2 separate regions of the Zea mays genome follow, and region 1 is linked to region 2. A link is a contact called in public Hi-C data. All regions are on one chromosome and are shown on one strand. The core of a region is the stretch at or near the end of the contact, and the rest is flanking DNA. Distances in the headings are between cores, read along the strand shown.

Region 1 (3,816 bases), core at 626-3,125, 130 kb after region 2:
TAAAATATTATTTTTGACTAATTATTATATTATTTATTTGGTTTTTCATTTAAGAAAAAAATGATATTCAATATCCAAAATCCATTATGAGCAATCAAAAATCATTCCAAATGCAAACAAATAACAAACACTTAAAATAAAATTTATTACCATTAACAACTAAATGTATTACTTTTATTTGATGATTTTTATGGTGTTACACATTTTGTGTTGCTTTGTTCTTAACTCATAACATTTGATAACAAGTCTCCAACAGGCGCATCGGAAAGGAGAGCATGAAGAAGGAGGCACACCATCCTTCCTCTTGCACACGGGTTCTCAAGCTTTCTCCTCAGCTTTGCTGGAATTCCGGGTGCCATACATCACCTCTGTCGGCAGGCATGTTGCCCTTCTGCCTCGCTCGCAGTTCTTCCAAGGGCTGCCCGTCTATGTTGTCTGGTTTGGTTTGGTGATGCTAATACCCCTTTCGTCACCTCCCAACCTGCTACACGAAGGGATAAAATTTCATTCCCAAGCTGCTGAATGGAGAATAAGTGGTTTCATCTCAGGAGCAAAAAAAAAAAAAAGAGTGCTGCTGGAGTATTATGATGGCTTCCTAGGCACATGGTAAGCCTTTCATCATGAACAAATTTTTTTACTACTGAAGTAATCTAATATTCTATTTGGTTTGTTGTGCACGTAGGTCTTATTCTAGGTGCTACCTGCTATGGGATTTGACAATAAAACACACATTTACCTTGCTTGTGGTGAGCTCTTTGGTGGGAAACGTTTCATGAAGCCATACAAGGCTATGTTTCCACATTTAGACAACCACATCACAGTCGGACTTGGAAATATGGAAGAGAATACCTAAGGGCTAGCAGGATCAACAGTTGATTACATGTTTTTTGTCATTTTTGTACTGAACTGAATTTCAGCATTTATGTTATATTATAAAGTTCAAATTAGAAGGTAAAAACATAATTGTTTTGTGCTAAACCATTGATGTGTGCTGTACCGTTTTTTGAAAATATAACAGAAATCCTGAAATTATAAAAGTGACAAAATTTCTATTAAGCAATAGTAGTGACACAATTATTTCAGATAATTATGTCACTGATAGAATGCGCTCAACATTAATAGTACTCCTGGTAATGTCGAGACTCTCTTCGGTGGTTGGGTTAGGGGTTTCAAGAAAACTGATAGAAACCTGATCATAGTCGACTGCTGTGCTGTGCTGTGGTCCATTTGAAGAATCAGGAATGACTTCTGTTTTAATAATAGAACTATGGTTAACCCATCTGACGTCATTTTTTTTTGGTTGCTTACTTGCTTCTGGCTGGACTCTTGGTCTTTGTTGCAGAAAGAGACGGAAAGAAAGAAGTTGGTGGGCGGAAGCCTGCGAATCAGAAGACTGGCTAAAGAAGTTTTCAACCGTGATCTGGGATGGACACCGCTTGACAGACGCATCTGCTGAATCTTCCGCGCCCTGCCGTGCTCTTTCTCCAGACGCATGCGCTCTCCATGTCCTCGCCCCAGTTTATGTCCAGCTGGTCAGGCTCTTTTGTCGGCGATTGCAATACTAGGTCCACAGTATTTGTAATAAACACTGTCGTTGTTTCGTGTGATCATCATAGTGTGTGATCAGACTCAGACCGTGCGATGCCTTAGGTTCAGTCTGTGGGTTTGTCTGCATTGGCCCTTTCTTGTTCAGAAGTCGCTTATCTGAATAGGTTGCTAGCTCGGTCTATCTAGCCGTTTTCCCGCTTAAGACATGTCTGTGTGGTTTGCTGTAATGGTTATGTTGTTAACTGTTTGCCTATTTCATAATGAAATTTTCACCCTTTAAAAAAATCAATACAAGTTAAGGTTGCTAAGGTCGATATGGGCCGTATTAGAGGGCGATACAGCCCACGTTGGATCCAGGGTAAAACCTGGGCCAGATCGCGTATGGGTGGGAACTGCGTATTCATCTCTGTTTATTTGCTTTGTACCATAGGATGCCAAACGAACGGCATCAGGCCTAGCGTGTCCCTGAGTCTTCCATGTTAGAAAGAAAGAGGAGCTCCTTCCGGCACCTGAGACCTAGAACCCTCTTCCCCCTCGATGGCCGTAGGGAGCGGCGGCGGCTCGCGGCGCGCGCGTCCGAACGTGCTAGTGACGGGGACGCCGGGGACGGGGAAGACGACAACGTGCTCGCTCCTTGCCGACGCCGCAGGCCTCCGCCACGTCAACATCGGCGACCTCGTCCGCGAGAAGAGCCTCCACGACGGCTGGGACGCCGACCTCGAGTGCCATGTCATCAACGAGGACCTGGTAAGTCTCGCCTCTGCCCAACTGAGCTCCGCTCCGCTCCTTTCTTCGGATATTCCTCTCTTCGTCCTATCGTGTTAATCTCGACCGTAATGTTCAGCATTTGCCCTGTAGATTGAATACACGAGCTTAAATACCAGGATTATTATGCGTGAAACCTAAAATTCTGAGTTTATTCTGTGGTTGAAGTGCCCCCAGATTTAGTTTTTAAGATTTGTTGGATTCCTTTTTTGTGGTATGTAAACAGCCGTACTGCAGGCAGTGGCGGAGGACAAAATAATAATAAGGTATGGCTGAAGAAGGAAAAAAAAAAGAGAAAAACATGATGCAACACATAGGACTTGAACCTGGAACCTGTTGATTACAGGTAGTATGAACTTACCACTACACCAAACATGATTTTTAGGTATGTCTCAAGCCATAGACCATAATGGGTGCTCCGCCACTGACTGCAGGTCGGGTTACCTCTATTTCTTTTGCTAGATGCCGTTAAGGAAACAGGTCCTCGTGGATCGTCAGTTGACCATTATATAACCGGTAGGAGTAGTTGTTCTTGGTCAGAACGGGGTAGCTGCTACCGCCACCCACCTCACGAATTACCCGCTGGATCACAACTCCGTCTTTGGAGGTGCCGTCTTCGTTCTTCTTCCCAGACGTTCAGAAGAATCAGAACCTAGCTCCTTGGTACCACTTGTTAGAACCTCACCGGATTGACAATACTCAGGTTGTCGGCGAGATCGCGACCAACAGATGCTCACACGAACATGAAGAACACAATCTCGTTCTTGTGCTGCAGAAATTGGCAGCGTTTCCGTTGTCTATTGCTTTGCTTATATAGAAGATTGCAAGGAAACAAATCAGGGCCTCTCGGTCATGCGGACAATCACATGCCTATTCTTAGATTACTTACTAAAATAGGAGCTACTTGCTAAGCAATATAGATACTAAACACACAAGGATTACAATCAACACCAGCATCACACAAAACTAATTATGACCAAACATATTGAAACAACGGATGCAAACCTATCTAGTAGGGATGAAAACGGTCGGAAACGGTCGGTAAACACTAAAACCATTACCGTTTTCATATTTTTTATCGGAAACGGTAACTCCGGAAACGGAAACGATATCGGTATTTCGGAAACATCGGAAACGAAAGTTCGGTGCGGAAAATACACCGGTAACGGTCGAAATCTAAAATACGATCGGTAAATGTATCAAACTTCACAATAAAACAAAATTGACAAAAGATCACAAATACCATAAGTTCACAATTCATGATATAACAAGTTCACAATATAACAAGTTCACAATGATCACAAATTTATAATATAAAAAGTTTACAAAGATCATAAGTTCACAATATAACAAGTTCATAAAGATCACAAGTTCACAGACTCAAAGTTCACAATTCACAATATCCACTCGATTTAGTTGACATGGCATGCTTACTCATGAAATATTTTTTCCTCACATAAAGGTTTTTTTCATAGCCTCACAGGAAAAGCCTAAAATCTAGTG
Region 2 (3,440 bases), core at 359-2,858:
GGAACCATCCCTTTCTCCAGTGCCAGCAGGACCCAAGACATGAAGGTGAGTAGCATGCAAAGTATCAAGATCCAATCATTGCAAAGCAGAAGTGCTAATAATAAGTGTATTTCGAGTTTTCGACCAGATGAACTTTCGTTAAAACTTGCACTAGGGTAATCCCAAGCCCTATTCACTCCTAATGGATGAGATTTGATGAATTAAATTACTACAATTTGATAAATCTACATATAACTTACTATCAATGCTTGTTGAGCATTGAAGGATTTGAGAATATACGTGGTCATAGATGGATTTGAGAGAAGGATGGTGTCATTATTAGATCCAATATGAAAAGTATCATGAGTCAATAAGTTATTATACAACCCCCCATGTACTTCGGACAACAGTGTTTTATTGGCATATCCAAAAGATGTGCTAGATTTGTTCAGAAGGCGTGATCCTGCCATCAGAGAAGTGTGCACGTGACGGCACGTAGGGCTGAGTGTAATGATTCATGTAGGAAATGGTGCCCTGATACGAAAACATCATATTAAGTGCCTCTAAGTAAACTTCTAGCAACACAACGCGTTTGCGTGGAAGAGGTGACCCCAGGATCACTTTCTCGGAACCCCCCTGACCAAACTACCTCTGGATTCGGGCAGACGCTCCAAGGGAGAACATAGTACTCTCCCAGATACTGAAGCCGAAATAGGGAGCGTGCACGGAGCAGGATGCACGGGATGAGTAAGAATGAGATTGATTTTGCACATTGTGAAACAATAAACAGTAAGGTTAGCAAACCTTAGCGCACACGAACGTCACACTGTCCAAAATCCGAAGCCAAGTCCCAAGTGCAAAACCACAGAACAAAGACAACTTCACGGTGGACAAAAAGCATGCAATCCCCAGAACTTCTGCTAGCCCCCTCTGCAGTGCCCACTGCCCCCCCCCCCCCAAATCCCAAGTGCATTTTGAAACGAAAGGGGCGTAGAGGAGAAGATCAGGAAGCAGGAAAGGACCTCAAATGCAAAATGCCAGCCAGGTACCTCGCGCTGGCTGCAGCCGCGGAAGAAGGCGGAGCGGCTGTTTGTTGGCTTTGGCTCCGGGTCGGGGGACTGCAGAGCGCGGAGGCGACTCGGCACTCAAGTAGAGGAGGAAGCAAGCGGCGACGCAGCGCGCCGACCGCCGAGGGCCAGGAAAAATATCGCCCACGTGACAGGCGGCGTGCGCCCCGCCTAGTGGCTAGCGCACGGGCGCCACACAATCGCTGCACCGGCCGCTGCCCGCATCACCAGCACGGCGGCCACCGCACATGGTGACATGGGGTGGTGGGCCGCGGGCGCCTCACCAGCAGCGTACCCGCACCGGCCCGCGACTGCGTTCGATCGGAGGCGAATATGCCGAGGCAAAAGGTGAGATGTGAGGCAAGGGCAAGTGGGGGCCTCGGGGCGGGCAGGCGGCACGAGGGCCGTCGGTTCGTCCCTGGGCCCAGCAGCGGAAAAGGGCCTAGAATTCGTGGTCTTCCCCGTGCGCGGCAGGGGCGCGGGGGAAGTGGTGGGGAGCGTGAGCCGTTGGTTCCGGAGGCGGGAAAAGGCGATGTGCGCCGGCGTCGGTTAGCGGCAGGCAGCCACGGAGGGCGGCGTGTCGGAGGGACACGAGGAAACGACGCCACATGTGCTGGGACGGACCCCCCACGATGGTTTGAACTTTTAATTATTTCTGCCCTCAAAAAGGTACTGCGATTTTATTTCTTTCTCCTACAAAAAGATAATAAATCCGGACGAAAATGCTCCACCAGAAAGAGTTTTATCTGCCAAATGTGGCGCTAAACCACACGAGGCGAGCATATGGCAGCGTCATAGGACTTTTATATAGGGTGTGTCAATAACAAAAATATATATATATACAATTCTATTGAATGCAGATATAATTTTATAGTAAATTTATTAAACAATTCGATAAATAGATATAAAGTTTAACATTGAACAATTAAGCACTGAAAAATATAGTGAATTAGAAATCAACAAGATAAAAATTAATAATAAAATATATATCCACATGTATTAATTAGTCAGGTGTTGTTTGTTGGATGAGGTGTGGCGGGCTAGCTGTTGGGAAGTTGGAACTTGGAAGCCGGGAGCTCCAGGCTCCAACGCACTGGCGCAGCCACACAACACAAGCAGTTGGGCACAGCGGCGACACTGGTGCGTCTCGGTGCCTGAGACTCACTGCAACGCATGCCTCTTCACCTTCCCTACGCTAAAATTGTTCATCGTTTAGGGGCTACAGTCTCCCCCTTCCTCGCGCAGCGGTGAGCGCTACCCTCTCCCCTTCCTCGCGACGCTCTTCTCTCTCACGCCAGATGCAGGGGTTCACTGTAGCCGCCCCCTCGCCTTCTTCGCGCGGAAGGAGCCGCCCGCGCCAGACACCGGAAACATCTCGCTCCACCTCACTCCGTCTCCACTCGTCCGCGGAAGGGCGATTTTTCGAGGCGACGCGGCGGCGGATCTCCCGTCGGCCGGTGGAGTCGGCACCGGCCCCGCTCGGGTGCGCAGAAGACGAAGTCGACGTCGTCAGCACGCAGTGCCGTTCGCGACCGAAGACGAAGAGGGGTAAAATCCGCTTCCGCCGAGGTTTCTCGCGACCGATTAGTTGGCTTCCGTCTCCGACCATCAACGGCGCCATCAGATCCAGACGGATCCCCTTCGATTCGACTTGGTGGGCAGTAAATCTCCCCTTCTTAAGGTATTTTGCTTTACAACTCCACGGCAAATCATTTTCTATTTCCCGATTGATTTACAACTCCAGTCGTATTTTGTTTGATTCGCCGTCTTGCGGCCCAGATCCATCCCTACTAGAGGTATAGCATCTTCTACCCCATCAAACGAAAACTTCAGTGAGGATAAATGTACATTACCACTGAAGCTGTGTTAAAAAATCGTAATTTTTGTTGCCAAGCCCATAGGAGTTTAGCAGATCCAGACAACTGTTCTAGGTATGAAGTTAGGAAGTTTTTCATCCTGTGATTTAGGCGCCTGGTATACCAGAAGTATAACATTAGGCATGCCAGCAATTATATGTACCTTGTGGTGTTGATTGGACTGTTCTTCATGTTTTCATACTGAAGACAATGTATTTGTGCAATTTATGTGCAATGTTACCCTTTCGCACTATATGAGTATGCACCAATATAAGCGAAAACACTGAATCACTTATTTTCTGTGGCACGATATGTAATGTTGAAGACTTAAACTTGTCTTTCTCTCATGACATTACCTCTAACATTTGTCTCTGCACTTACTAGTTTCCTTTATATTTCTGTGGCACTTATTTTCCTAACCTTGAAATCTGTATAAAATGTTCTTGGCAGGTTCATTCCCGTGTACCTGCCAACAATTATATAACTCATATGTACAACTTCCAAGTTTGCATCTGTCTGTTTGTTTTATGATTCGAAG

Evidence for each region. Hi-C and Micro-C count contacts between places; a contact is called where the count stands out from the background.
Region 1: a Hi-C map of leaf shows a contact between it and region 2, with 7 times the contacts expected there. The contact joins the promoter of LOC103632249 here to the promoter of LOC100125638 in region 2. A contact is called at or near these places in 6 of 25 Hi-C or Micro-C datasets (bundle sheath, ear, leaf and 2 more).

What each region holds. Positions count from the first base shown.
Region 1 is chr7:36,021,085-36,024,900 of Zm-B73-REFERENCE-NAM-5.0, forward strand. It overlaps LOC103632249 (adenylate kinase isoenzyme 6 homolog), which reads left to right and starts at 1,876. Exons shown (of 3, transcript XM_008654065.3): 1 at 1,876-2,295. The coding sequence starts at 2,086. It also overlaps the pseudogene LOC103632250.
Region 2 is chr7:35,893,327-35,896,766 of Zm-B73-REFERENCE-NAM-5.0, forward strand. It overlaps LOC100125638 (granule bound starch synthase IIa precursor), which reads right to left and starts at 1,609. Exons shown (of 14, transcript NM_001347904.1): 1 at 1,002-1,609.